Linked DNA regions of Mus musculus: regions 1, 2 and 3 are each linked to region 4. Evidence: chromatin contacts called from public HiChIP or PLAC-seq data. All regions are on one chromosome and are shown on one strand. The core of a region is the stretch at or near the end of the contact, and the rest is flanking DNA. Distances in the headings are between cores, read along the strand shown. Region 1 holds the start of Adck1 (aarF domain containing kinase 1). Region 2 overlaps Nrxn3 (neurexin III). Region 3 overlaps Adck1 (aarF domain containing kinase 1). Region 4 has its middle 85 kb from the start of Nrxn3.

Region 1 (7,146 bases), core at 3,514-6,013, 350 kb after region 4:
AACATGAACCATAAGATACAGGCATTCCTCTAAGACCTCAAGACCAAATCAGAGGTAAGCACAATGACTCAACTATCAGAGTAATTGTCTCCCCCTGGTAGGTGCCTGGGTTGGTTGGCTGGTTGGTTGGTTGATCGTCTGGTTAGTTGACTAATTTGAGACAGAGTCTATGTAGCCCTAGCTGGCCTGGATCTCACTACTATATAGACAAGGCTGGCCCCAAACTCACCACCACCTTCAGGCTCCCTGAGTTGATTCATAATGTGGAAACTTAAATCCAACTATTTGGTTCTGTTCTCTCAGCTATCCAAAAATCTCAACTCACTCATGAAGAGTCTTAACAGATCTGCCTTCCAGATTTCCAAAGGACCTCTGGCCCTTCCTCCCTACCTTCTACTCACTCTATTCCAACTTGCAAGTTTCCACCATACCAAAAGGTACACACCAAGAGTAACTACTTGTAGCTTTGTGTGCTACCCCACCTCTGAGGCAACTATTGTCAACTCTATTCAAACCCCAAACAACCAAAAAGGACATGCAAAGCAATGGGCCAGGTCAAATATGGTCCCCAGGATGTCACATGCCAGACTGTAGTCAAACACACCATAGGACATCCAAAAACTTTACTAACTGAATTAATCAATAAATGGATCAACTATACCCCATGAGACCTGGTAGAACCAAGAACAGCACAGTTTCTCTAGATTAATATTCCTTGGGTCTCCAACTCAATAGCCATTGTGCTCCCATGACTCCCACACTGCTTCCCAATCTGTGCTCCTCTGAACCCCACCCTCCTGCTGTAGCATTCTCCATAGCAGCTCCTAATGGACTGCATGCACTCTGCTCTACCCTTGACACTAGCTCTGCATAGATCAAAGGAACAGGGAAGCAACCCCATTTCCAAATGTCCTCCATAATAAAAGTGGTGGGGATTGAAATCCATAAAATCTCTGATATAAGAGCCCAACTGTGTCTACATAGATTGGAGTTGGAGTTTTCCATAAGGTGTCAGAGCCTTCAACATGCAGATGAGCTGCCTCCCTCTGGGTATGTTGAAAGGCCTGTCATGTGTAAAATATGTCTGCCAATGAAAACTACCTTTCATTATTAAAGCTTCTGCTAATGAGTCACCTGCCCTGTTCTGTGTCCTTGCCTTGCCTTTCACCTGAGTTACCTCTCATGAAGCCACACCTCTTACATGAGGTCTGAGCCTACCAAGAACCTAAAACCTCATCACTAGGTAATGTGATTAGCAATAAGTAACCTTTAGAGTCCCTCCCCACACGTGGGGTCTGGTGGCACACGCCTTTAATCCCACCACAGAGCACACTCACCTTGTTACTTATCCACACGGAGCAGTAAGATGAGGTATCGAGTGTCATCCTCTCAGGTATAAATGAGGACACTGAGGCACTCGAGGCACTGAGAAGGTGAGAGCTCAGGCCAGGGTGGCTCAGCTAGCAAAGTGGCGAGAGTGATGTGGACAGGCCTTCCCACTGCAAGGGGAAGGCTTTTTTTTTTTTTAAGATATATTTTAGCCTGTGTGTGCATGTGGCCATGTGTGTCTGTGTCTTTGTGTGTGTTATGTACTTCTGTTTGTGTCTTTGTGTTTGTATCTGGGTGTGTGGGTTTGTCTGTATGTGTGTGTGTGTGTGTGTGTGTGTATCTGTTTTTGCTATGTCTATGTGTGCCTGCATGTATTTTTATATGTGACTGTATCTGTGCTTCTATGTCTGTGTATCTGTATCTGTGCTTGTGTCTGTATATCTCTATGTGTGTCTGTGTACAAGTGTATGTGCATGTGCACAGGTGCCCATGGAGGTCAGAAGGGGCTTATCAGATGCCCTAGGGCTAGAGTTACACTTGGGAGCCACCCAGTGTGGGTTCTAAGAACCAAACTCAAGACCCAGGAATAAGCAACAAGTCTGAGCTCACATCCATAGGCCATCTATCTCTCCAGCCCCATCTTCTCTCTCTTTTTTTTAATGACATCTCTTTTATAGGGATGGACCTCAAGTCACTAAGGTCCTTGCTACTGGCTTGAAGTAAATACAACTGCTGCAGACAGAAACTCTCATTTCTGACCTGCAACCAAGCCCCAAGAGAGCCAAGTCTGTGGAAGGCAGTGTCTGGAGCTCTGGAAATCAATAGCATGTCAAAGATCAAGCAATAGTCCTCACTAGAAATAACACATTTGAGCCCGAAGCAGTGGTATAGCTGCTTAATCATCAAATCAATGACAGTGAACTCTGTCTCAGGGCCAGAGGAGACACCCCAGTTCCTCATGAATCCATGTGTTCAGGAAGCCGGACAAGTAGGTGATCAATTAAAAATGTCCATCTCGGGGGCTGGAGAGTTTGCTCAGCAGTTAAGAGCACACACGGCTGCTCACAACTGTCTGTAACTCCAATTTCAAGAGATCAGACACTCCCTCAGACCTGCATGCAGACAGTGCACATGAAATCAAAATAAATAAATAAATCCTCTTTTAAAAGCCCATCTCAAGGATAGAACTAATGAAGAAACCAAGCACTTATGTAAATAGACTTCCCAACTACCATCTACTCCCTGCCCCTCCTCAGGTGACACCCTGAGAATGCAGGTCTGAAATTACATCCCCACTCACCCCCACCTCCACACCACCTCGGTGAAGAAGAGAACCCTGCTGAGGGGAGTCATTTAGGAAGAAAACTCTATTTGTCCCCAACAGTGACCCTGGCTACCTTCCATTTCCTATAGAGATTATTGGGCAAATATACATTTTGTTTTTGTTTTTCTTTCTGGAACACTTTCCAAACCAGAAAAGACCCAAATATACTCTTGGAGAAAGCAGGCAATGACGAATCCATGCCCAGGAACATGGCCTGAGGAGGCTCCCAGTCTTCCCCATCCTACAGTTAGGTAACGTTCAATGCAAGAGTGAGTTTTAACTACACTTCTTAGTGTGTAATGGACAGAACTTGCTTGGATCAATACTAATTAAACTAAGGAATCCCAGACCAATGCCAAGGTTTCTCAGCAGATAAGCAAGATAAATCTCCCCCAGCACAAGAGAACTTTTTCCACTCAGCTCACCTTAGGAAGGGGGACTAACAACTCAAGGGCAAGAGCAGCGGGCAGCAGGTAAGAGAAGTGAGTGAGCTTCCAGAAGTGCTCAAATAAATAGCTCACATAACTTGCACAACTAGATTCTCAAGTACAGACCACTGGAGCTTCACTCTACAGACAAGGCAGTAGAAGAAATTGCCCAAAGGAGCCAAGGGAACAAATGCTAGAGTCCACGTGTGTCTGTGCCGCCAACAGAGTGCATATGAACAAGGAATTGGCTGGAGTGGCCAGTGGTTCTCTGTCTCGGACATTTAGTCCTAGATAACCCAGGCAGGGTGTGTCCTACTGGGAGACAAGACAGGGATGGATGGCTATACCAAGCACTCTAGCCATTCACCAGTCCAGTCTCTGGCAAGGAGGGGACTGAGGGGGTATGTTTGGAAAGAAATAAAGTGTGATAAATTCTCTCAGAAGTTAAAATCTCACACCATAAGGCCCGTTGAGTATCAGCCAAATACCACAGTAAAATAAGAGAGAATATAATCCAGGATAAAAAGGACCCAGGTGGCAAAACTACATGGATATATGTACATAAAGTAATGGGGTTGGGTTGCAGTGTGTAAAGCAGGTGCCATGAGTGCTACAACTACAATATCGAAGCTAGCCACAGGGACACAACCACCCCCCACCCCACCCCCCACCCCCACACACACACACCATAACCCAGTGTGACAAATCGATATGGACTTTTTCTTATAAAATAGCATTCAAACTTATAGTCCCCGGGGTAGCGACATGGCATCTCCTGGGTTCATGTTGGACATGCCGATCCCAGAGTTCAAATATCACACTAAAATCAGAAGTTTAAAGAGGAAGTGGGCTGAATTCTGTGTAGTAACAAGCCCTCCACATCACTCTGCTGCACACTACATACACACAGCCTGTGAACCACAGTGACAAGAAGACGCTTAAAGAAAAATTGTCACAGGACAAAATCCAATTCCTAGCAACTCCGCAACTATATCTTGAGCGCCTACTAAGCGCTAAGCTTCTCACTTTCGTGGCAAGTAAATGTCAACGAAGTCTGGGACAGCTGTACTATGAAAGTCTTCTCTCCGCACATCTGCTGGAAGCACTGGAAGTCTCCAAGGTACTGGGGAGTTAAGGAGACTGGAGCCTGTAGCAAGCCTAGGTGACCTGACTTCTGGGGAGGCCCCTGCTCTTCACCACTCCACGCTCATCGCCCCAGCTACCTCTGCGTGGGAGCCCACAAGGTCACCGATGTCTGAAGGCTGCCGGCGGAGCCACTCGTAGCCCCTCTTCACCTCTGCCTACTCCAGGGCACGCAAGGTTGGGCCACCCAAGTGGCCAGTCCACACTAAGGACCTCTAGGACACCGAGCGAGAGAGTCACAGCCAAGGGGGCGGGGCACTGCGAGTCACCTGAACCACGTGGTTTCGCCAGCTAGGGTGACAGGGTCACAGGCTCGAGTTTCCTCCCAGCTTCGTCTGGGCGGCAGAGCCTGAGCTCAAACGTCGCGGAGCACATCTGCACCGGACCCACCGCTCTCCACGTCCCGCACAATCTGGCAGCGGGATTGGCCAGGACTCTGTGCGCGGGTGCTACTCACCAGAGGGTAGGGAAGCTGCGCCGCGCAGCCCGGAACCCAAATTCCAGGAAACAGTGCTTTCGCCACCAGAGCGCCTACAGAAGCCGGTGCCGCGAGGCCTGCCGGGATTTGTAGTTCTTTTCTGTTCCTTAGACTAGAGGCCACAGCTGTGGTCCCTGAGCCAGAGGAAAACCTTTCCTTGTCTGCTAAGATACCGACAAAGAATCATACTGAGAATAATTTAAGGAGTCAAAGTATAGATCCATGTTTAATGGATGATGTAATTCTGGATCTGTAGATTTTAAGTAGGCATTAGATTCTAATTAGAATTCTAATGAGTGAGTCAGCTATTCCTGTTGAAACGAAGACCTTGAGAGAAATGAAATGAAACCTTGTTTCAGTGGAGAGAATTGTAGGAGAGGTTAAATATTTCTGTGAAAATTGCCATTATTATACGGAAGCAAAGCGAAGTCTCTGGTTTGACAAAATGCCTATTATCACTATTCATCTGAAATGCTTTGCTGCTACTGGAGTTTGATTGTTATGGTGGTGGACTTTCCAAGACCAACACTCCTTTGTTGATACCTCTTAAGCTGTCACTAGAAGAATGGAGCACCAAGCCGACTAATGACAGCTATGGATTATTTGCTGTTGCAATGCACAGTGGCATTACTATTAGTAGTGGGCACAAACTCTACTGCATCTGTTAAAGTCCCTGGCTTTTAACAGTCTAGAACTCGATGAGGGGAATTTTGTGGTTGACCAGATGTGTGAAATAGGTAAGACAGAGCCACTGAATGAGGAGGAAGCAAGGGGGTGGCTGAAAATTATGACGATGAAGTATCAATTAGATTTGGTGGAAAAGGTTTTGAACAACAACAATAAAAAAAATGTAGAAGGTATTGGACTTCTTGGAGGACAAAAGAGCAAAGCAGACTATGAGCTGTCCAACAAAACATCTAATCCTGATAAGGTGGTTGGGACCCCATTCACTGACAATAGAAATTCTGAAACTAATGATACTAATGGGACCCACGAATCTGACAGGAACGAAGACTCCAGTGACCCAACAGGCGTTAACATGAATGGAGTTGAGAATGAAATTTCCTATGCAGTGCAAAACTTAAAGGAGTATGAGGGGAAGTAGTTGCTTTTTGATGATTCTAAAGCAAAAGTTACATAATAGAAAGACTTTCTGAGTTCTCTTTGCCCTTCTACATCTCCTACATCAACTTCCTACTTGCCATTCTATAAAAAATTATAGTGAGTATATTTTCCCTGTAAATATTAAACAGACACGGACAGATGTTGGTAAAGTTGATTACATCTAAGGGTCTTTAGTTTATCTTTTGAAGCTATTGGATATTATTGGTCTCTCGAGGCTTTTACATACTTTTTACCTATTTTTTAAATACTGAAAACCATGTTGACTTTTTAGAATCATTTTCCTTACTACAGACAAGTGATGGATAAGCTGGGAACCAACTTGTCTAGATTCTAAATGATCCAAAATGGAAACTTGAAACAATTAACACTTTTGGATTTACATGATCTTTTGTGTTTGCTTTTTAAAATACAGTGCTTGTATTTGTATTCTCCATATTTTGGAGTAATTATCTATATGATGGTTATTGGTCTGGCTTTTTCACCCAAGAAACCATTTCATTCAGTATATTTAGTGTTATAATAGCCATGAAGCCAAATCTTTGGGCTGTGTCAGAGACACAAAGTCTAGAATATGTATATTCACAATGGTGTATATTTTGTGCCTTGAATAACTTTGGAAAGTGCCTCAGAAAACCTGGCAATCCCCTCTATCTTCATAAGAATTTTATATGTATTTATGAAGATGACTCTGTACTCTAGTCAATCTTTTTTGGCATGACCAATTTATATCTCTTCATATTCATTCTGTATGATCTGTACATAGTACACCAACTTAGAGGTGTGACTGTTAAGTTATTTAAAAACAAACAAACAAAGCTGGAGGTCAAAAAAATTAAACTGTTTAACAACAACAGCGAGAGAGAGAGAGAGAGAGAGAGAGAGAGAGAGAGAGTTAGCAAGGGCTGGAGAGATGGCTCAGCAGTTAAGAACACTGTTCTTCCAGAGGTCCTGAGTTCAATTTACAGTAACCACAAGGTGTTTCACATCCATCTGTAATGGGATTGGATGCGCTCTCCTGGTGTATATAAGAACAGCTACACAGAAGATGGCCTAGTCAGCCATCACTGGGAAGAGAGGCCGCTTGGTATTGCAAACTTTATATGCTCCAGTACAGGGGAATGCCAGGGCCAAGAAGTGGGAGTGGGTGGGTAGGGGAGCAGGGCGTGGGGGAGGGTATAGGGAACTTTCAGGATAGCATTTGAAATCTATATAAAGAAAATGTCTAATAAAAAATAAATTAAAAAAAAGAAAAAGAAGCCATGAAAAATACAAAAAAAAAAAAAACAAAAAAAACAAAAAAAAAAAAAAACCAAAAAACA
Region 2 (7,231 bases), core at 3,572-6,071, 440 kb before region 4:
TTCAAAGATGACACCCAATATTGACTTCTAGCCTCTACAAAAATACATACACATGTGTATATGCATACACACACACACACACACACACACACACACACACACACACACACAAGGGTTGGAGGATTTAAACACTAAGCTTCAGCGTTGGCTATCAGTTCCCTCTCAGTTCTTGTATTTCTATCCTCATGATGACTAGGACATCACTGACTTAGAGGAAACACTTTTTTTTATTGATATTTCCTTCATTTACATTTCAAATGCTATCCCCAAAGCTCCCTATACCCTTCCCCTGCCCTGCTCCCCAATGCACCCACTCCTGCTTTCTGGCCCTGGCATTCCCCTGTACTGGGGCATATGATCTTCACAAGACCAAGTGCCTCTCCTCCCATTGATGAACTAACCAGTACCCCCCAGAGCTGTATTTCTAGTTGCATATGTAGCAGAGGATGACCTAGTCATCAATCAATGGGAGGAAACACTTTTAAAACCCTGAGAAAGGCAATTTCTTAGATCTAAGTAAAAAGGTCAAGTATTTTAAGAGCTGCTGTTATCTTTTTGGTGTTGTAACAGAATTGTGGAGAGATGGTGGTTTTTGCAAGTCTACCTTTTGAGTTCTCTATGATCCCTGAGTAGCAGAATTTTCAGATTTAAGATTATGCTCAGGCAAAAGAGATAAATTAGCAGTTTATATAAGGCTCTTCCAGAGAACCTGTGTTCCATTCCTAGCACCCACATCAAGTTCACAACTATCCCTAACCCCAGTTCCAGGGGATCTACACTTCTTCTCTAGCCTTGGCAGGTATCTGCACTCAAGTGTACATTCCCCTCACCCCAACACACATAACTCAAAAGTACATCTTAAAAATTGCCTTTCTTAGGCTGGGCATGGTGGCACATTCCTTTAATCTCAGCACTTGGGAGGCAGAGTCAGGTGGATCTCTGTGAATTTGAGGCCAGCCTGGTCTACAAAATGAGTCCAGGACAGCAGGGCTACAGAAAAAAAACCTGTCTTGGGAAAAACAAAATGATGACTGCTGACTGCGGCTTATACTTTAAAATACACCTCTGAAATTATAGTACTGAGATTTCTTCTGTACCCCACCTCACCCCCTTAGGGAGCTTCTGCCATCAGTTTCAACATCCTCCCGTTACAGTCTTCAGCCCAGCTCTGGCCTTATGTGACTGTTGTTCAAAGAAGGTACTAAGTTCTTTGCTAATTCCATTCCTTTCCCAGGGAAGAAAGTCCAGGGATGGTGGGAAATGTTTCTCTTTGGTTTTGAAAGCTGTGTTCTCCTTATCTGTGACTAGCTTTAGATTCGCAGGGCTTTGGAACTTCTAAACTTCCAGCAGCTAGATAAAGGGCTTATTATTCTTATAGTTCTTGAATAATGAATAAAAATCTGATAATGGGGCAATTTCTGAACAGTCTTATAAATGCTAGAATGTAATTTTTTAAATTTATTAAAATGATAAAACATTTTAAAATATTTCTCAAGCTTCTGAGTGCTCATTTCTCAAATCGGTCACTTTTGCTTTGTTAAGAATAAAATAAAATTCTCAGAATAGATACTAAAGGGACATTAGTTGCCTGCCTTCATAGTGTGACAGCCATAGATCTAGCCAAAGGGAGGGCACTAAAACCACTAAAGAATTTGAGGAAATCAAGCAAGCCAAAGGGAGAAATGAGACAACCTAGCCAAAGGGTTGGTGAGCAGAGCAGGACTTTGGTCATGGACTTGCTCCTAGCTCAGCCATGATTTGAACTAGAAAATTCTAGAAGTAGAATTTCTGGTTCCTCCTTATTTTGGTATTATAGGATTAGATAATATACATCATGGTTCATTTCACACAAGGGAACCACTGATGGGAAATAACTACCCAGGGAACCACATACACCCTACCATGTCAACAGCTTGGCTTCCTAAGCTTTCTCAGAGAAATACAATGTTCGTCCAGTAGCCTACTTGAGTTTCCTTTGTGGGATGTGAGCACAGCTAGAGGAAGAGGTTCTGAGCATCATTAGCATAAGGAATTATAGGTAGCAGATCTCGGTGGTAAGATTCTACTGCTAAAGATTGTCACATGGTTTTTGTTGGAGGAAAGAAAGATACCAAGCAAAAGTGAAGCTGGAAGTTTCTTCTCTTCAAGTTCACTTACATAATGCAAGAGGTACTAGACAGTTTATTGGAGGGAAAAGATCATCAATGAGCTTACCCAGTTGTGACTGCTCTCAGCTACAATACACACCAGTCAGGCAAGGTGCAACTATTGATACAACTGTGTTAGTACTGCTTTGAGTATAACCAACTGATTTCTAGTTGGCTGGGAGGCCTTATGCACAGGTGGGAATTCTTACCTGATCCCATAAACCTGGTCAAAAGCCTTTATGGCAAAGTCATAGGTCTTTGGAGGCTGAGGTTTGGGGACTACTATTATTTTGCTAAGTGGACATGGTGTCAAGTTTTCTTCTAAACTTCTAAATATCTACCTATGTTTAAACTCATAGATTAGTGTTGCTCTGGTCAGAAATGTCTGTTCCCATCAGGGGTCAGTGAAGGCTCCTGTGGTGTCCCGGAAAGGGATACAAATAGAAGACTGGAGAATTTGAAAGAATTCTGTGAAGTTCATTTTTCTTGCTACGGCAGCACAATTGCCCTCACAAATGCATATGCTCACCTGCACAAGACCCAGACAAGATTAAGTTCCTCACCTTTCCTTCATGGGTAGGGGGAGGGAATCACAAGGTTCCACCCTTCACTGAAGAGCTAGCTACTGGCAGGTTGATGGCTATCAGAGGAAGGAGAGGCCTTTTCTTTAGTGGTGTAGCCACTAATGAATTGCTCATGTTCCAGTAACTAATTGATTCCATCATCTATGTTTGTATGAACAACCCTAATTAGCACAGTTTGTCACAGAAACTAGAGCAAAAAAAAAACAAAAACAAAAAACAAACAAACAAACAAACAAAACCAAAAACAAAACAAAACAAAAAACCAAAAAACCAAAAAAAAAAAAAACAAAAAACAAAAACCAAAAAACAAAAAAAAAAAACTTGATATAGGGGTCAGGTTGTTGGATTCGAGACAGTAATAGGGTGTGAAATGACAAAAATACATTACATACACATCTGGAATTTTCAAAGAATAAAAACAAAACATAAAATGAAATTAAAATAGAAACAGGCTCTGTCTTATATATGTTTTTTTTTTTAAAGAATTCTAGCCTTAAGAGGAGCAATATAGAATGCAAATTCTTATATGAATCACAGCTTCAAAACTCCAGCCTGGGAGAATAAAAATAATTTTTCCCAATCTACAAACCTGGAAATTAGTAGGGTGAAAACCTGCATTAGTGAGTTCAAACCAGGTGGGTTGAACCACTGTACTGTGTACTGCCTTGTTCATGTAAAATGTTGTGTGTGTTTTCAAGAGTTACACAGACTCTAGGTCAAAACCCTTTAGTGTACAATACAAACATTACTCTCTTTACCAACATAAGTCATTTCCATGGTTAAACCCCTCTATATGTATTATTCATACTATACTGCCTATGGGTGTCCATATGAAACCTTGGTTTTGGTTTTGACTTTCACCAACCACAAGAAGAAATGAAAACATTGTTGGAATTACCTAGTCACACTCCATTTGCATTTTTCTACAAGGAACTTGATTTCAGATCTATAGAGTCTAGAAAGTGCATGATGTAATAACTTAGGAAGGGGTGTGGGTTTTACGAAGATCCAGCCACATAGATCTACAACAGAACAGTTAATCAACAGCAATAGAGAAAAGACTCTCCTTGTTCAGCCCAAAGATGTTCTACACCCTTTGCCTTGATGTTCAATAGACTTTTTGAAAGTAATATTCTCAGCCACCAAAATGGTCCAATTTTTAAGTCAGACTATGCTATGACCCTTTTGTATGCCATGAATTCCTGATACAATGGGTGGCACTGGGTAGATATGTGCATTTGGACTTAAAATATTAAAAGCAGTCTACCCTTATCAACAACTTAATGCCACTTTATTGGGAGAATCTATAAGAGCCTAGACATGTAAGAAAAGAACTATAGACCTTATGAAGACTGGCAGCTTGAAAGTTTTTTATGATAGAGATTAATAATAACTATTATTAATGAAACTTGATTCTGATGAGGTGAGCAGAAATTGGCAGCTGGAAATTCTCCGTGTAGTTGAAAGAATCCTGTGTGTAGGGCAGAAAATCTGACTTGGGAATGAAGGTCCTGACAGTTACTTATGTAAATTTGGACAAACTGGTCAACATTTCTAAGCCTCCCTTTTAGACCCACAGAATACTTAGCAGCATGCAAGCCCTACTTGTCTGGGGGAGTTGTCTCGCCACCCAGATTGAGGGAAAGTGTGTTTGAATGTGCTTTGTGACTTGTAAGTCATTATGCAAATAATTGCTCTTATTCTATGTGCATGTGTCCAGGCAAAGCCATGACTGATTCAGAGAAATGGAGAAAGTATGGTGGGAAATATGCAAGATGAGAGGAAATAGAAATGAGCAATGGGGGTGAAAGGGGGAAGAGAGAAACTGCCTAGGGCATGAAGGGATAAAAAGAAAGGAAGGGATGTGGAGGGAAACTGGTGCTGGTACAGTAACAAATAAATCCCCCAGCATGACAGCCTGCTGCTGAAGCATTTCATTTTCCCACAACATAATGGTGTGTTATTGCCCATTATCTGTTCTGTCAGTGCCAGAGTCGATATTAAATGAGGGGCAGCTGCATTTAGCTGCCATTTTTCAGCTGTCTCCACGTTGCCATGGAAACCCAGTTGTTTCTTGGTGAACCTGCCAGTAAAGAGGAGGGGGGAGGGTCAGGGAGAAGGGGAGCAAGTGCTGCAAGAGGTTGGGGTGTCAGGGGTGGAGTGAGAAGGGCTAAGGGATGTGGCAGAGGAGAGGGGGAAAAAAAGAACAGCACAGAACAGGTTTGTCACACTCTGCCTGCACCTGATAAATCAGCCATTTCGCAGGCACCATCTATACTCAGGCAGCAGATTCTCCTTTGCAGTGCCTCTCAGCTCGGACTCTCCAGGAGCTCACTAGGTGTGGGTTCTGAGATCATCCAGTTTCCCTCCTTTTACTCAACATCCTTCTCTCCTTCCTCTACTTCTTCCACTCACCCCGATGCCATTCTCAGATGGGCACTGGATCTCTGACGAACGTACAGGAGAAAACCATCTCATTTTACTAAAGGTATTATCAGGCTTTTGCACAATCGACATGCCCTCTTCTATAAAATATTCCTTTTAAAGAATCACCAGATGCTTTCTTAGTTTAAGAAATCACTGAGATATCCTGACATCGCAAATTTTAACAGAAAACTGAGCCAGATAGTCACATTACCGAGAACTAAACCTTCAGGGAAGAACCAGCTCAGAGCCTGGAGTGGTGGGCTCTCAAGCAGACTTGAAAAGTCATTTTTGGTCCGAGGCTCCTTATACATATGTACTAGAGGGCTGACTGCCTTGTTTGGCCTCAGTGGGAGAGGATGTGCCTAATTAATTCTTTAGAGATGTGATGTTCCAGGGTGGGGGTATGCCTGAGGTGAGGATCTTCTCAAAGGCAAACTGGAAGGAGGATGGGGAAGAACTCTATGAGTGGGGCTAGGAGGGACAACATTTGAGATATAAGTAAATAAAATAATTAATAAATTTTTAAAACAGTAATTTTTGACTCAAAGTGGACAGCAACCAACATAGGAGGCTGATGGACCAATCTTTTAATTTTTTTCTTCAAAATTTCTAAACTATAAACATTGGCACAAGTCTAAAAACTAATCCTAAATGATAGTTACATGGACTTTCACCTTGTAATTGTCTTAACCTAACATAGTAAAAACATGAAGCATAGGAAGACTAAAGAATTTAACCAAACTCATCACTTCCCCAAATATAACTCCCTAACTCGAAATCTCCCTTCTTTCTTCTGTGTTTCTCCTTTTCTCTCATGCAACTGAGATAAGGAGAGCTATAGATGGATCTTTCTAAGTTTTCATCCCCAATTTTAATCCCACTTTCCACAGAGTCTTTGCTTCACGTTTACCATATCTCATAAGCAATTTTGCTTGTAGACCAAGGCTTTCCAAGAATCCTGATAACTGTGAGATAATTGTCAGGGCACCACACATTGATTTTCTAACACAACAAAGCTCATTAGTACCTTACCTATGTCATGCCTTTTCTATTATAGTCACCCCTTTTGGACTCTTAATTAACCAATTACAATAATAAAAAAAATGGCAATGTGCCTGTTCTATACTTTCTTTTTTTTTTTTTTTTTGAGGGTGTCGTTTCTCCTTTATTTTTATTTTTTTTCCATTTTTTATTAGGTATTTAGCTCATTTACATTTCCAATGCTATACCAAAAGTCCCCCATACCCACCCACCCCCACTCCCCTACCCACCCACTCCCCCTTTTTGGCCCTGGCGTTCCCCTGCACTGGGGCATATAAATTTTGCGTGTCCGATGGGCCTCTCTTTCCAGTGATGGCCGATTAGGCCATCTTTTGATATATATGCAGCTAGAGTCAAGAGCTCTGGGGTACTGGTTAGTTCATAATGTTGTTCCACCTATAGGGTTGCAGATCCCTTTAGCTCCTTGGGTTCTTTCTCTAGCTCCTCCATTGGGAGCCCTGTGATCCATCTATTAGCTGACTGTGAGCATCCACTTCTGTGTTTGCTAGGCCCCGGCATAGTCTCACAAGAGACAGCTACATCTGGGTCCTTTCGATAAAATCTTGCTAGTGTATGCAATGGTGTCAGCGTTTGGATGCTGATTATGGGGTGGATCCCTGGATATGGCAGTCTCTACATGGTCCATCCTTTCATCTCAGCTCCAAACTTTGTCTCTGTAATCCTTCCATGGGTGTTTTGTTTCCACTTCTAAGTAGGGGCATAGTATCCACACTTCAGTCTTCATTTTTCTTGAGTTTCATGTGTTTCGCAAGTTGTATCTTATATCTTGGGTATCCTAGGTTTGGGGCTAATATCCACTTATCAGTGAGTACATATTGTGTGAGTTCCTTTGTGAATGTGTTACCTCACTCAGGATGATGCCCTCCAGGTCCATCCATTTGGCTAGGAATTTCATAAATTCATTCTTTTTAATAGCTAAGTAGTACTCCATTGTGTAGATGTACCACATTTTCTGTATCCATTCCTCTGTTGAGGGGCATCTGGGTTCTTTCCAGCTTCTGGCTATTATAA
Region 3 (7,105 bases), core at 4,371-6,870, 320 kb after region 4:
GGACAATGAATGGCTAATAAGATAAACTCTGTGCTGATTAATTGCTGATTTGAGCCAATAGAGCAAAGGCCCAAGGGCTGTTCTCCTTTCCCGCCCGAATCCCTAGGAGCAGAGGCTCCACCTCCCGAACCTGGCAGAAAGGAACCAACGTCAGACTGAATCCACTCAGTCCCCGTCAGTACTGAGCAAGGTTTGGGGATGTCATGAGACAGAGGAGCAGATACTCAAGTGCCCCATAAATGATGGGTAGAAGTAGGGGACAGTGAAAGACAAGGCCATAGATTCCAAACAGAGCCGACTGAGTCTTGAATCTGACTGAGTATAATGTATGCATGTTTGGCAATGTCATAATGAACTCATTACACAGTACAGTTAACATATGCCAAAGAGGATGAAGATGATGATGATGATGAAAACGGACGACACTGAACTGCAGCGCCACTACCATGGGCAAGTCACAGAACCTCTCTCAAGTCAGTCTTCAATCCATCCATAAACAGTATCTACCTTGTGAGGTTGCTGGCAAGTGAGGTCACATATAAGTATGTCTATACTTATTCTAAGGGACCCGGAGAAGTGTTCTAATCAAGTATAGTAAGATGCAGAAACACAGACACACTTATCATGAAAGAAGTTTAAGATTTTTTTAGTCACAATCCCTGGAACTCATGGTGTGACACAGGGCTCCATGAAAACCTACCAGGGTGAGTACAGAGTATGGACAAAAGCCTTTGTTGTGTGTTCTGTGGGAAAGATGGGATGACACAGGACAGTCCGGCTGGCTGAGTCATGACTGCAGGCTGTAGGGAACAGGAGCTATTCCTAGTAGTCTGGGACCTAGTCCTGGACACTAAGAGCCAAGGGAATGAGGCCTTGACTCTCTTATGAATGGAGGAGACCAGGGAATACTGGTTCTGCATCACTTGGTTTGCATAAGGAAGCCATATTGCCAGGAGAGATGCTGGCTCTCTCAGAATCAGCTACTGAGCATAAAAGGCCTTCTAGTGCCCACAAGGACATCCAAAGCTCCAACGATAATAGAAAGCTAAACACTAGCTAATATGAGTCTCTTGCTTGCTCCCTCAGCAGTCTCCCTGAGTTCCACATACTGAGAGCACACAGACCAGCATCACCTACACAGACTTGCTCCCCTACCTGCCTTGATCTGGGCAGATCCAATGGCCTCTCTGACATCACACTAGTGTCCAATCAATAGTGTCCAATGAAACATATCACGCCCTTCCCACTACAACCAAGGCCATAAAATGTCACCCCTGCACCCCAAACTTCTAAACTTGGAGGTCTCCCAGGCCATAAGGCTTAATGTCCTAGGAAAGGGACTTCTGTTACCTTCATTCACATTTGAAACATAACAGAGTGGTTTTCAAACCCTAGGCATCCAGCAGTGAAGGTAGAAGGAAGGAAGGAAGATGAACCCTACAGTGGTCCCAGATTACAGCAGATTCTCTGTAAAAAGCAACTTTGAGTTGAGAGATGGAGTTAAGTCCAGAAAGAGTTCATAGGGGAGGAGAGAGATGTAAAGACACGTAATACTAAAGGAAAGCTGTGAAGAATTGAGTTGGAATTTTGATAGGGATTGCACTGAATCTGTAGGTTGCTTTCAGCAAGATAGCCATTTTTACTACGTTAATCCTGCCAATCCATGAGCATGGGAGATCTTTCCATCTTCTAAGATCTTCTTCAATTTCTTTCTTCAGAGACTTGAAGTTCTTATCATACAGAGCTTTCACTTCCTTAGTTAGAGTCACACCAAGGTATTTTATATTATTTGTGACTATTCTGAATGATGTTGCTTCCCTAATTTCTTTCTCCGCCTGTTTATCCTTTGTGAAGAGGAAGGCCACTAATTTTTTTGAGTTAATTTTATATCCAGCTACTGCACAGAAGTTGTTTATCAGGTTTAAGAGTTCTCTGGTGGAGTTTTTGGGGTCACTTATATATACTATCATATCATCTGAAAATAGTGATAGTTTGACTTCTTTCTTTTCAATTTGTATCCCTTTGGCCTCCTTTTGTTGTCTAATTGCTCTGGCTAGAACCTTCAGTACTATATTGAATAAATAGGTAGGAAAAAAGTGGGCAGCCTTGTCTAGTCCCTGATTTTAGTGGTATTTGCAATCCCCATCAAAATTCAAACTCAATGCTTCACAGAGTTAGAAAGAGCAATTTGCAAATTCATCTGAAATAACAACAACAACAATTAAAAAAAAAACCTAGGATAGCAAAAACTATTCTCAATAATAAAAGAACTTCTGGTGGAATCACCATCCATGACCTCAAGCTGTACTACAGAGCAATTATGATAAAAACTGCATGGTATTGGTACAGTGACAGGCAGGTAGATCAATGGAATAGAACTGAAGACCCAGAAATGAACCCACACACCTATGGTCACTTGATCATTGACAAGAGAGCTAAAACCATCCAGTGGAAAACAGACATCATTTTCAACAAAAGGTGCTGGCTCAACTGGTAGTTAGCCTGTAGAAGAATGCAAATTGATCCATTCTTATCTCCTTGTACAAAGCCCAAGTCCAAGTGGATCAAGGACCTCCATATAAAGCCAGATACACTGAAAATAATAGAAAAGGAAGTGGGGAAGAGCCTCGAGCACATGAGCACAGGGGAAATTTTCTGCAACAGAACACCAATAGCTTATGCTCTAAGATCAAAAATTAACAAATGGGACTTCATAAAATTGCAAAGCTTCTGTAAGACAAAGGACACTGTCAATAGGACAAAACAGCAACCAACAGATTGGGAAAATATCTTTACCAATCCTACATCCAATAGAGGGCTAGTATCCAATATATACAAAGAACTCAAGAAATTAGACTCCAAAGAACCCTATTGAAAAATGGGGTACAGAGATAAAGAATTCTCAACTGAGGAATACCAAATGGCTGAGAAGCACCTAAAGAAATGTTCAACATCCTTAGCTATCAGGGAAATGCAAATCAAAACAACCCTGAGATTCCACCTCACACCAGTCAAAATGGCTAAGATAAAAAACTCAGGTGATAGCAGATGCTAGCGAGGATGTGGAAAAAGAGGAACACTCCTCCACTGCTGGTGGGATTGCAAGCTGGTACAACCACTCTGGATATCAGTCTGGCAGTTCCTCAGAAAAATTGGACATAGTACTACCTAAGGACCCAGCTATACCACTCCTGGGCATATACCCAGAAGATGTTCCAACATGTAGTAAGCACATATGCTCCACTATGTTCATAGCAGCCTTATTAATAATAGCCAGAAGCTAGAAACAACCCAGATGTCCCTCAACAGAAAATGTTGTACATTTACACAAATGAGCTATTAAACTCAGCTATTAAAAACAATGAATTTATGAGATTCTTAGGAAAATGGATGGAACTAGAAAATATCATCCTGAATGAGTAACCCAATCACAAAAGAACACACATGGTATGCACTCACTGATAAGTAGATATTAGCCCAGAACCTCAGAATACCCAAGATACAATTCACAGACCACATGAAAATCAAGAAGGAAGACCAAAGTGTGGATACTTCGATCCTTCTTAGAAGGGGGAACAAAATACTCATGGAAGGAGTTATAAAGACTAAGTGCAGAGCAGAGACTGAAGAAAAGACCATCCAGAGACTGCCCCTGGATGTATCTGGGAATCCATCCCATATACAGTCACCAAACCCAGACACTATTGTGGATGCCAACATGTGTTTGCTGACAGGAATCTGTTATAGCTGTCTCCTGAGAGGCTCTACCAGTGCCTGACAAATACAGAGGTGAATGCTCACAGTCATCCATTGGACTGAGCACCAGAAGATGAGAGAAAGGACACAAGGAGCTGAAGGGGTTTGCAGCCCCATAGGAGGAACAACAATATGAACTCACCAGTACCCCCAGAGCTCCCAGGGACTAAACCACCAACCATAGAGCACACATGGTGAGACTCATGGCTCCAGCTGCATATGTAGCAGAGGATGGCCTTGTTAGTCATCAATTCGAGGAAAGGTCCTTGGTCCTGTGAAGGCTCTATGCCCCAGTGTAGGGGAATGCCAGGGCCAGGAAGTGGGAGTGGATGGGTTATGAGCAGGGGGAGGGGAGGAGGGGATAGAGGGTTTTCGGAGGGGACACCAGGAAAGAGGATACCATTTGAAATGTAAATAAAGAAAATATCTAATTTAAGGGGAAAAAAGGAGAGCTGGCAATCTATTCAAGGTCCATCTCCTGATGTTTAGCTTAAGGCTCATCAGCCTACACACATGCAACACATGACAGAGTCCAGACAAACTCCAAAAAATTAGAGTTGTGTACGAGGACTCACATGTAGCCTTTTCTTACTACCCAGACTGAAAAAGCGTCATAATTCATACTCAGAAAGTTCCGGCCTCAGTAAGCAGAGATACCCTAAATACTGTCTCATTCCAATTAACAAATATTAAAGCAAGACCTGAAAAAAAATCCAACTAGCCCCCCAAAACTTAACAAAGCCTTAGATCAAAATTTAAGAACATTCATTACAAAATATATAATACCCAAAAAGATAAAACTCAATATCTAACAACTATTGGAAAATGAACAGATATGCAGATGACAGAGAAAGCATGACATACTTTATGTCCTGAGAGGAGGGACAAATATCAAACAAAATCAACTAAGATCTGAAACTGATGCTCCAGTTAGTAAAGAACAGCATTCAAGCCACGCCTGGTGATGCAGGCCTGCATCCCCAGCCCTCAGAGGTGAAAGGATCCCAAGCTTAAAACCTGTCTAGACTAGAAAGGGAGTCTAAGCCAAGGCAGGGTTATGAGTTAGGTGGTCTGGGTGCATCATGCCATTGTATTTCTAAAGAAACAGAAATTAAAATGATAGCTTTCCAGATCAACGAGTGTGTGTTCCCAGCTCCTCTGTAAGTGCCTTGGCAATGGTGTTTTATCACTGCAAAAGAAAAGCAACTAATTACAAAGAGTCTTACCATGGAACTCTGGCCGGCATGGCGAATGCCATGTGGGACAGGCTGACCTCCAGCTCACCAAGATCTGCCTGCCTCCTTCTCCCAAGCACCGGGATTAAGGGTGTGCACCAACACATTTATCTGGCTTTCTTCAAACATGGCTTCTGGGAACTGAACTCAGACCCTCAGACTTGCATGGCAATGAGCCATCTCCTGGACCAACACCTATATCTTAATAGGGAACGGAGTTTTAGGCTGAAGGAACTCGTCTCTAGTGGTGGAGTTAACATCACCAACAATAATTTAGGGAGTTGTAAAGTAAAAGATGTCCCGGGATCCCTGGAATTCCATCAAATGAGCTGTCACAACTAACTACAAGCACTCAGCAAACAGTAAACGAGTTGCAAATTTAAGAGAATAACAATGTTATTACTTGCAACTTGGGGCTCCCCTTGCCAAAGAGCAAGCCTGCCTGCACAGATGCCCACAGGAGTTGGGGACCTGAACTCGTCAATCTGGAGACTATCCATTTGGGAACTTCATGGCCAGAAAAGCTACAGAGAACCCTTCCCTCCATCTGCCCCTTAATCACACACAGTGAGAAAATGCATAATTAATTTGTTCTCACAGTTGCTCGGCGACCGGAAAAGTGGGGGCATTTCTGGAATGGCTGCTACAGACAAGAATAACAAATGCCAAGGCCATGAGCAGAATAACACACCCAGACAGCCTGCATCCCCTCTTGGCTCGCTGTGCTTGTTCAGGATACCCGCCTGAATGTGGGATGACAGTCTCTTTTTCACATCTATACAGTCTTATACTCTCATGGCTGACAGCAGAAATCAAAACAAACCCTCAAAAGATACAGGCAAGAAGACCTCACTCTTAGAAGGAGAGTGACGCTGAGCAGGTTTGGGGGCATATGGAGAACGTTAGGTAGGGAAGCGAGGGAAAACTGACTACAGGTAGTGGTTAGACAATGTGCTTTCAACTTGAGTGGGTATGAAATCATCTAAGAGACATGCTTCCCCGGAAGAGTTATCTGAGGGGGAATGTCCCCCGAGTGGACAGTACCTTCCAACAGAAGCCCAGACAAAAAGAGAGCTGAGGAAATGGCGGTAATGCTACTTTTGCCTGCTTGCCTTTGCATCTTGTGACTAAGTACATCTACTCTGCCGCTGTTGCTGCTGCCACCACCACGGCTGCTATCCTTCGCTAATACCAGAACCCAGCTTCTTGGGCCTTCCTATGAGAGCTGAAGATTGGTGGGTCTCTGGGAATCTTCCAGGCCTTTGGTGCCAGACTGGAACTGCAGAGGTATCCATCCTCCTACAGTCAGAAGCTACAGGGCTCTCAGCCTTTCCAGTGAACAAAGAGACATTGCTGGACTGCCTAACCTGTCCAGGTCAGCTAATCTAATTATACCACTTTGTATACATTCATGTTCTGTGTTCTGTTCCTCTCGGCCTGTGGGTTGCAACCCCTTTTGGGGGGTCTTATATCAGATATCCTGCTTATAAAGTATTTATATTACAATTCATAACAGTTATGAAGTAGCAACGTGATAATTTTATGATTGGGGTCACTACAACATGAGGAACTGTATTAAAGTGTTGTAGCATTAGGAAGTTCAGAACCTAGAGGATCCTGACTAATACAAATAACATTGACACTTGTTAGTCTAATCACATGTACTAAAGACACTGTGATGCCATAGAAAAGTGACCTGGCTTAGGGAAGTAGACAGGAATTACAGCTTAAAGTCCCTCGGTGATACGTAAACAAGAATTAGGACAACATATTTCAGGCAGAGGCACCAGGTACAGCATTCATTTTATTACTCTCTGGGCTTTGTATCAACATTTAGGACTCTTCATAGTGAGATTTGTTTTCCTAACAGAGCCAACAGCAGTTCACACCCTGCAGAAGAAAATCAGGCTGCTAATAATCCCACGACCCTGAGCTAGGGAGATGAGAGGGACATTGCCCAGGTACACAGGGGTAATCTGCACAGCTCTTGAAAGGAAGACAAAGGCAGGGGAGCACTAGAGAGACAGCAGCACAAGAACTAGACCAGACGCTGCTGGCCTGGAAGACGGGAAGAGAGGATCATGAGCCAAGACACCTGGGGCATCTATAAAAAC
Region 4 (7,149 bases), core at 2,247-4,746:
AGCCAGTTGAGCCAAATTAGTGAGGTTACAGGTTCAATAAGAGACTTTGTCTCAAAAATTAAGGCAGAAGCCAGACATGGTAGTATATGTCTTTAATGTCAGCATTCAGAAGGTATCTGCATGTACATATACATAAATCTCAAACCAAAAGAGAGATAAAAATGTAGAGATAATCAGTTTTATAATACCTAAAACCTGCAAACAATAAGTTAAAAAAATGTAAGAATTTGGGCACTTAAGAAACTGATGATACTTCCCGCAAGAGTGGCATCTATTCTGCCCCATATGCTTGACACATGTCATCTCATTTAATATTAAGAGGAATTCTTGCCAGGCAGTGGTGGTGCATGCCTTTAATCCCAGCACTTGGGAGGCAGAGGCAGGTGGATTTTTTAGTTCAAAGCCAGCCTGGTCTATAGAGTGAGTTCCAGGACAGCCAGTGCTATACAGAGAAACCCTGCCTCAAAAAACCAACCAACCAAACCAAACCAAACCAAACCAAACCAAAACAAAACAAAACAAAACAAAAAAGAGGAAATTTTGAAGCTGGAAAAGAAGTTTAGAGAAGGAATTCAAACCTAAGCTTCAGGACAGGTTCACTTCCTTGTCCTCCGATATAATTAAAGGTATGGTCCAAAAGATTTTAGCCTCAGGTCCTTCAAGAATGGATCTTGTGTTATAGATATGAGCTTCATTACCTTGCTTCTTTCTTTCCCTCACTCGTAGTGCACCGCTTCTCAGACTGTGCCTTTTATACCTTCCTTTTCTACACTCCCTTTAGAATCCTTCCTTTTCTACACTCATGTTTTCCACTACTCCCTGGATGAAGTAGTGGTTATTCAGACTCTAGGAGACAGAAGTTCTACTCTAAAATCCGCCTCCCAGGCAAACTAGAGTCCTGCGTGAAGGCTGATGAAGAGGGACAGGGTTCAGTGACTAATGTTCACACACACTGATGGTAAAAATACATTTTAGATAGTGAAAATACATTGTTGACCAAGGAAACCTCAAAATACAAAAATCTGGCATGTAACTATGGGGACAAGGGAATCGACCTCTTCCCCCACCAAATACTCTGATGCATCTGCTTCCAAACTGGGAATTAACCTATGAATCTACAGTCTCTGGTAAATGAGGAAGTTGGCACTATTATGCCAAAAAAGCATATAAGAAAATTACTGGGAAGTCTATAAAATTGATTGAATATGTTGGATACGGGTGAGTGTGATACATCAGGTTTCTGGGAAAGGGGCAGGATGTTCTTCTAACTTCCTAGAGAAGTCAAGGAAAATGGATAGCAAGCCCATGGGTTCAGATGACCACCTCATTTCCTTCATCTCTAACGTCAACATAAGGTATCATAGAGAAAAACTCACAATGAGAAATGCAATACTCAGACACACATAGCAAGGTGTTCTTGCTTGGGCTTCTGAGAGCCAGTAGCCTTTACTAACTGGAAGTGGTTTCCTATCTACAACTTTTTCACAAGCCACACAATGGATTCTTCCTTCTATATTTGGTCTTACAAATCTATTTGTTAACTAACTCCCCTTCAGTGTTAATCTTCTAAGAGTCTACAAAGATATAGTTCAATTTTCATTCCCCTATTTGTAATATCAATTACAGGGAAATAAGCAATAAACACAAGACAGAGCTCCTGCTTATATACTTTACATCCACAGGTAATGATAGACACCAGACACCAATAGCACACATACACAGGAGACATCATTTTTTAATGCTGATAGCTACTGTGGGAAAAATGAAACAAAACCATGCGATGTCATGGGAAAATGACCCACTTCACACTGTATAGTCAAAATAGAGCCATGAAAAACTATTGCTCTGAGTTTTGTCTGATGGCATGCGTATAATACATGGATGCTTTCCAACACAGTGGGACAAACATCACTGATAAGGTTCCAGATAAAATGTATATAAAATTTCAGTAATGACATTAATAAGTCTCATTCTTAGAAGTCATTCTGTAAAATGGAGTGAGACATTTGCTACAGGGAGGACAGGAAAATGGGAAAATCAAACATGCAATACACACTTTTGAGGCTCAGGACACATACACACTCTTTTTAGCCTTTGGTGGTTGAGTACTGAAGGCAAGGGACTATGGCAGCAGACCACCTACTATCAAATCCTGGCTTTACCATCTACCAGCTGGGAGATCTTCGACAAATTGGAAAATATTGCCTTATTTTGAAATCTTTTAAACAGCTACAGGGCCATGGAGATTAGTCAGTGGGTAAAGGTGTTTGCCACCAAATCTGACAATCTGACTGCGATTGACGGGACCCACAGGATGGTGAGAACTATCTCCTGAAAGATACTGGACCTCCACATGCATACACCTATGAACCTACACACATACACACAATGAATATATAAATTGATTGAGTATAATTTTAGAACGGTTTAAATAGTTACAATAATAGTTGCTCTCTCTTCAAAGGTTGTGATAATTAAATAATTTAACTTATGTAAAGCACTTAGAATAAATCACAGAGTCTGGTAAGTGTTGTATAAGTATTACCATATTCATCCCCAGCTGCAACCCTTCATGAACATTCATGCACATATCAACATCAGGCATCCTCCCAGACCACTCCTCAAGGCAATCAGTGCAAAGACCCCTGTGCAAATTGGATGAGGCAGATCCCAGCAGGAAGCTGATTTCAGACCTAAGCTTAAAGAGGTTTCAAAAAACAGGCAGAGGTGAAGATGCAGTGCATGTAGAATTGTAGAAAACTATAATTCCTTTAGAATCTCATCAAGACTCCAAATAAGCATCAGTACCTAACCACACCCAGTTTACAGAAGTTATAAAAGGAGGCCCCACATCCTCTAGGCACTTTCTCTGATATCTCCTTGGCTAGAACCATTGTCTGAAGACCAGTGATCTTACTAACAAGATTACAACATTTGCTAAGAAATACAACATTCTGGGTTCACCCAGTTGATCCTTATGAGCCTTAAGTGTGCCCAAGCCTAGCATACAGTTTAGCATACTAACAGTTTGTGGAATAAATGAATTATAACTCTTTGTTTGTGCTTCCAATAAATAATAATACATTCACTGAAACTAATCAAAGCACTTACTTTCATTTTCTCATCATCTAAACCAAAAACTGTAATAATAATAATTGTTATTATTATTATTATTATATTATAATAAATTCTAAAACAATCAGTTGGCGTTTTATAATAAAGCAAAGTGTGAAATCTTCATTAATTTTAGGTTGGACATCCATTCTATAAGTTTAAAGATCTGGTTTCATCTAAACTCTAATTTCATATTGTCCCATTCGTGGTGCAAAACAAAGAAATTTTTAGAACTGAGGAGACAATTTCCCCTCAAATTTCGTAGAGAGGGATATTGTCTTCAGCACCACGGAGAGCTCCCAGGCGGCTCCGCAGGGTACTGAAGAGCCAGCATTCTTCACAGAGTGTCACCCAGACTGCACACCGATGACCCCTAGTGAAACCCCATGGCCGCTGCAATTCAAACCCTGATACTCAATAAAAAAAACTAGTAAGTCTGGAGAGAATGGGCCTGGAGACAGCTGACTGATCCGTGCAGCTACTTTTGTGCCAACTCGGCATTTTTATTTCCCTTTCACCCCTCCCCCACCAGAAGTTAAACGTCCAAGTGAATTCAAAAGCTGCAATCTAAACTGTGATCCGATCAAGCTGGTCACACCAGACAAAACTGATCTTATAGGAATGGTGACTTTATCCATTTTGGAGAACAGAGTTCATTACAATAATAAGAAACAGAATAAGAAATAAGCAGAAACGGGAAGAAGAGCAGCCACAGCAGAACTGGGAAAGAATTCACTTTACTATCATTTTGGAGGATTAATTCTAAGCTTCCCTCCAATAAACATCATTTTTCACTCTAGTGGGAGGTCCGGAGTCTGAAATTATTCAAGTTAACTTTCAGAGTGCATCTATCTCCTCTTGCCAAGCTCAATGATATTTGTTTAATTGTCACTTGGCCTTCTGCATAGTTCACTGTGGAAGTCCACACACTAGCAACCAGATAGTGAGATATGGATGCTTAGGAATGACTGAGTGTGTATAGTACACATCTTGGAATAACTGCAGAAAACAGGAAAGTAAAAAGGAACCATTGCCAGAGTAGGTTGAGGAGTAACAGAGATGGGGATTGCAGGCTACAAGGGATCTGATCAGAGAAAGGAAAAAAAGGGAGGTTCTTTAGACAAAATAATAATTGTATCTGAAAAGTCCTATGGAATCATACTGTTAACTCTTTATGTAAAAAAAGCATACAATAATATGCATAATTCTGTGTATGAATATATAGAGATTAAATGAACTTTCCCCATTTGGGCTGACAATGCTTACACAAAGAGAAAAACCTAAAAAAAAAAAAAAAAGAGCTGAGACCACCTAACAAAAGCCCCAATACCAGACATGAGAAGCCTTCTTTGGAAGGCTTTGTTGTTCGGGGCTGTCCAAGAGACTCCCAAAACATTTCTGCTATTCCCCTTGCTATTCCCCCAGAGCGAGAAGGAACTTAAGGTTCTATCAAGTAATATGTACGTCAGGACTAGGGTTTAGGGATGCCTGAGCTGGAACTGTCCTGAATGAATGCAGGAAAGGGAAGGAAGAAGTTATGTAATTATATTACAATCTCAAAAATAAAAGAAAAATAGAATGTGAGCCTACAAACACACCCCACCATAAGCTGTAGTTTTCTGTGGCTCTACATAGAAAGGGAAACTGTGTGGAGACAATTACGTGTGCTTCAGATAATGGGTTATTTTTAAACCTGGCCCCCTCTAGGTCCTTTGCCTACCAGCCAACATAAGTGGGAGGATTATATAATTACTTGGAGTCTTCTCCTTGGAGATACTAAGTATTTCAGGCCACATCCCTTCAGCCACCTCCTCAGTGGCAGCCACAGTGTACTGATCACCTTTTCTGAGTTACTACATGCTTTCACACCTCTATTCTTTGCCCATGCTGCCCCCTCAGCCCAACACCCCCTCTTCACTTTTCTTCCTTCCAATCTCCTCATCAAGCTAACATTATGTTCATGCCTCAAAGCTCAGATCAAAAGCTACCTCCTCCATGATGTCTTCCGAGATGTCGTCTATAACCGCCTTCCACAATAACCATTTCCTTCCCTAGTCTTATCTTACATTAGATCTTTCTGTTTCCATGCCCCTATCCAGATTTAACCTCACAGAGAGCAGGCATCTCTCTCTTTTTTGAAGTATCGTCGGCAATACCATCACACTGTGTGGCTTCTCATTCATCACAGAAGGCTATAATACAGTTTTGAATTGATGAGCGATTGAACAAAATTGAACAATGGAAAAGGGAATTTGTAATGTTTTTCCACAGTCATCTTTAGCTAAAATCTTGAATCAAAAGTAACTTGCAAACTGTGTTTACAGATCCATTATGCCCACTGAAGGAGGAAAGGGGAATAGCTAACTAAGCCTTTCACATAACTGGCTAAGGCTACGTTCACCGTCTCTGTGGATGGAACAGATATTCCTTCAATTTGGGGAAGTCTTAGTAACTCCTTTGCCCCACTACTGGGATATGCCCAGAAGAAGCACAGTTTCTGTACCCCAGTTATGACCTCCTGTTGCTTGGTGCTATTTGCCACCATATTCTTATGTGAACTTGACTTCTAGCCTCTCCATAATTGTATCACCACTGGTTTAATAAGCCCTGTACACATTCTACTGTGTTTTAGAGCCTCGAGTCATGAATCCTTCAAGCCATTATCCAGGGTAGCTGAACACAGGAATGTGGCTGTGAACACTGTACATGAATATAGCTGTTTAGAGTCAGGATCATCTCTTGCTGCCACCACACAAAGGACAATGCACTATTAGGAACAGAGCACTCTCCAATTCCTGTGAAAGCAATTATGTGTGCTTAAGATAATGGATTATTTATTAAGCTTGATGTCAAAGAAATGTCTCTTTCACAACCCTTCCGCCAGCAAGTGTCAGTTCCCAGCAACTGCATCTTCCCCTTCCATCACTCTTGGCATTGGGTTTGATGGTGAAAGCTAAGGGAAGGTAGATGAGCCTCAAGTGTAATCGGACTCATCGCCAGGATCCTCTGTGGTGAGCTAGCTCTGGATCTATCTTCCAGCTTCCTGGCTTCCTAATTCTATATACTGTCTTCATGAACCCTCATTATATCTTATTCAGTTCCTTTCAGTTCTCTTGGTTGAATTTGGGCAGATGATGATAATGTTCCTGCCTTGTTCAGGCCACTAGAGTCTGTGTTATGCTTTTCATCTCTCTGATTCCTGATTTGAGCTGCAAAAGGGAGTCTATCTTCTTGCTGCCCAAGTCCATGATAAGAAGATTGTACATGGCACTAGGAATGAGACCAAGAAAGTAACAGCATCCTCCCATGAATTCAGTGGTCCACTCTTCTACATGATCTCATAGTCACCTGCAATGGCCAGTTTCCACTTCTCTCAGATCACCTCTCATTGCTTCTCTGAAAGGAATAAAGAAAACAGGAAACAGAAAACGTGGGACTGAGTTTGTACATTCATTTCCCATAAGCTGCAGGGGACCACCCATCTCGAGCCTTAGTTTCTCCATCTGTAAAGTGGAAACTCTATTTAACCAAAGTATATGAGAACTAAACCAGATAACAGAGAGGCGATGTTAGGATGTTCTCAGAATTGTAACAGGAACAGGGTAGGACTTGAGGACCACTACAGTTAGTGAGGACTTGAGGCAGGTGGGGGCAGCAGAGGGCCACTAGGGGAATAGAAGGAAGGACAGCTTTTAGAATCTTTGGTTCTATGAGCAGGCATTGAAGCAATTAGGTCCTTTAAGAAGGACATATGGTAGAGGGAGGGGATAGAAATCAATCGGATAAATGTACAGGGTCTACTCAGATAGAGTGTGAGGTTCCTAGGACAATTGATACCACAGAGATAGCAGGGAGCCTGGGTGCCCAAAACCTTGCGGTGATAGAGCTTGCCTCCTCTCTGGTTGCTTTGGAGTTACCTCCCCACAGAAAACAAGTTTTGTCAGTATCAAGCTAGGCAACACATATGAGCAAAATTATTTCATGGGCTAAGTCTTTAAAGTGCCATGATTTGTATCTTTAGCCCAACTATAAAGG

What was found. HiChIP or PLAC-seq counts read pairs in DNA pulled down with a chosen protein or histone mark.
Region 1: an H3K4me3 HiChIP or PLAC-seq map of embryonic basal ganglia shows a contact between it and region 4, with 5 times the contacts expected there. The contact joins the promoter of Adck1 here to the enhancer-like site in region 4. A contact is called at or near these places in 10 of 39 promoter capture datasets (the HPC-7 cell line, HPC-7-derived erythroid cells, cranial neural crest and 5 more) and 4 of 115 datasets of contacts at active chromatin or transcription factors (embryonic basal ganglia, embryonic hindbrain and embryonic stem cells).
Region 2: an H3K4me3 HiChIP or PLAC-seq map of embryonic basal ganglia shows a contact between it and region 4, with 3 times the contacts expected there. The contact joins two enhancer-like sites. A contact is called at or near these places in 1 of 15 datasets of contacts at CTCF or cohesin (pro-B cells), 2 of 484 Hi-C or Micro-C datasets (the CH12 cell line and nephron progenitors) and 1 of 115 datasets of contacts at active chromatin or transcription factors (embryonic basal ganglia).
Region 3: an H3K4me3 HiChIP or PLAC-seq map of embryonic basal ganglia shows a contact between it and region 4, with 4 times the contacts expected there. The contact joins two enhancer-like sites. A contact is called at or near these places in 3 of 39 promoter capture datasets (the HPC-7 cell line, hippocampal neurons and liver), 1 of 15 datasets of contacts at CTCF or cohesin (stem cell-derived epiblast-like cells), 2 of 484 Hi-C or Micro-C datasets (cerebral cortex and nephron progenitors) and 3 of 115 datasets of contacts at active chromatin or transcription factors (VIP interneurons, embryonic basal ganglia and embryonic forebrain).

The regions. Positions count from the first base shown.
Region 1 is chr12:88,358,131-88,365,276 of GRCm38.p6, reverse strand. It overlaps Adck1 (aarF domain containing kinase 1), which reads right to left and starts at 4,763. Exons shown (of 11, transcript NM_001277297.1): 1 at 4,682-4,763. It also overlaps the pseudogene Gm5655.
Region 2 is chr12:89,146,776-89,154,006 of GRCm38.p6, reverse strand. The region is part of intron 3 of Nrxn3 (neurexin III); the gene reads right to left. Among named protein-coding and RNA genes, the nearest start is that of Gm40537, 180 kb to the right of the region's middle. Within about 2 kb of position 4,821, at least 39 of the 459 cell types and tissues checked have an H3K27ac peak or open chromatin away from gene starts, as enhancers often do. A contact at or near this core is called in embryonic basal ganglia, where this site is marked.
Region 3 is chr12:88,387,521-88,394,625 of GRCm38.p6, reverse strand. The region is part of intron 3 of Adck1 (aarF domain containing kinase 1); the gene reads right to left. Among named protein-coding and RNA genes, the nearest start is that of 3200001D21Rik, 14 kb to the right of the region's middle. Within about 2 kb of position 5,620, at least 19 of the 459 cell types and tissues checked have an H3K27ac peak or open chromatin away from gene starts, as enhancers often do. A contact at or near this core is called in embryonic basal ganglia, where this site is marked.
Region 4 is chr12:88,705,773-88,712,921 of GRCm38.p6, reverse strand. No RefSeq gene overlaps it. Among named protein-coding and RNA genes, the nearest start is that of Nrxn3, 85 kb to the left of the region's middle. Within about 2 kb of position 3,496, at least 60 of the 459 cell types and tissues checked have an H3K27ac peak or open chromatin away from gene starts, as enhancers often do. A contact at or near this core is called in embryonic basal ganglia and second pharyngeal arch cranial neural crest, where this site is marked.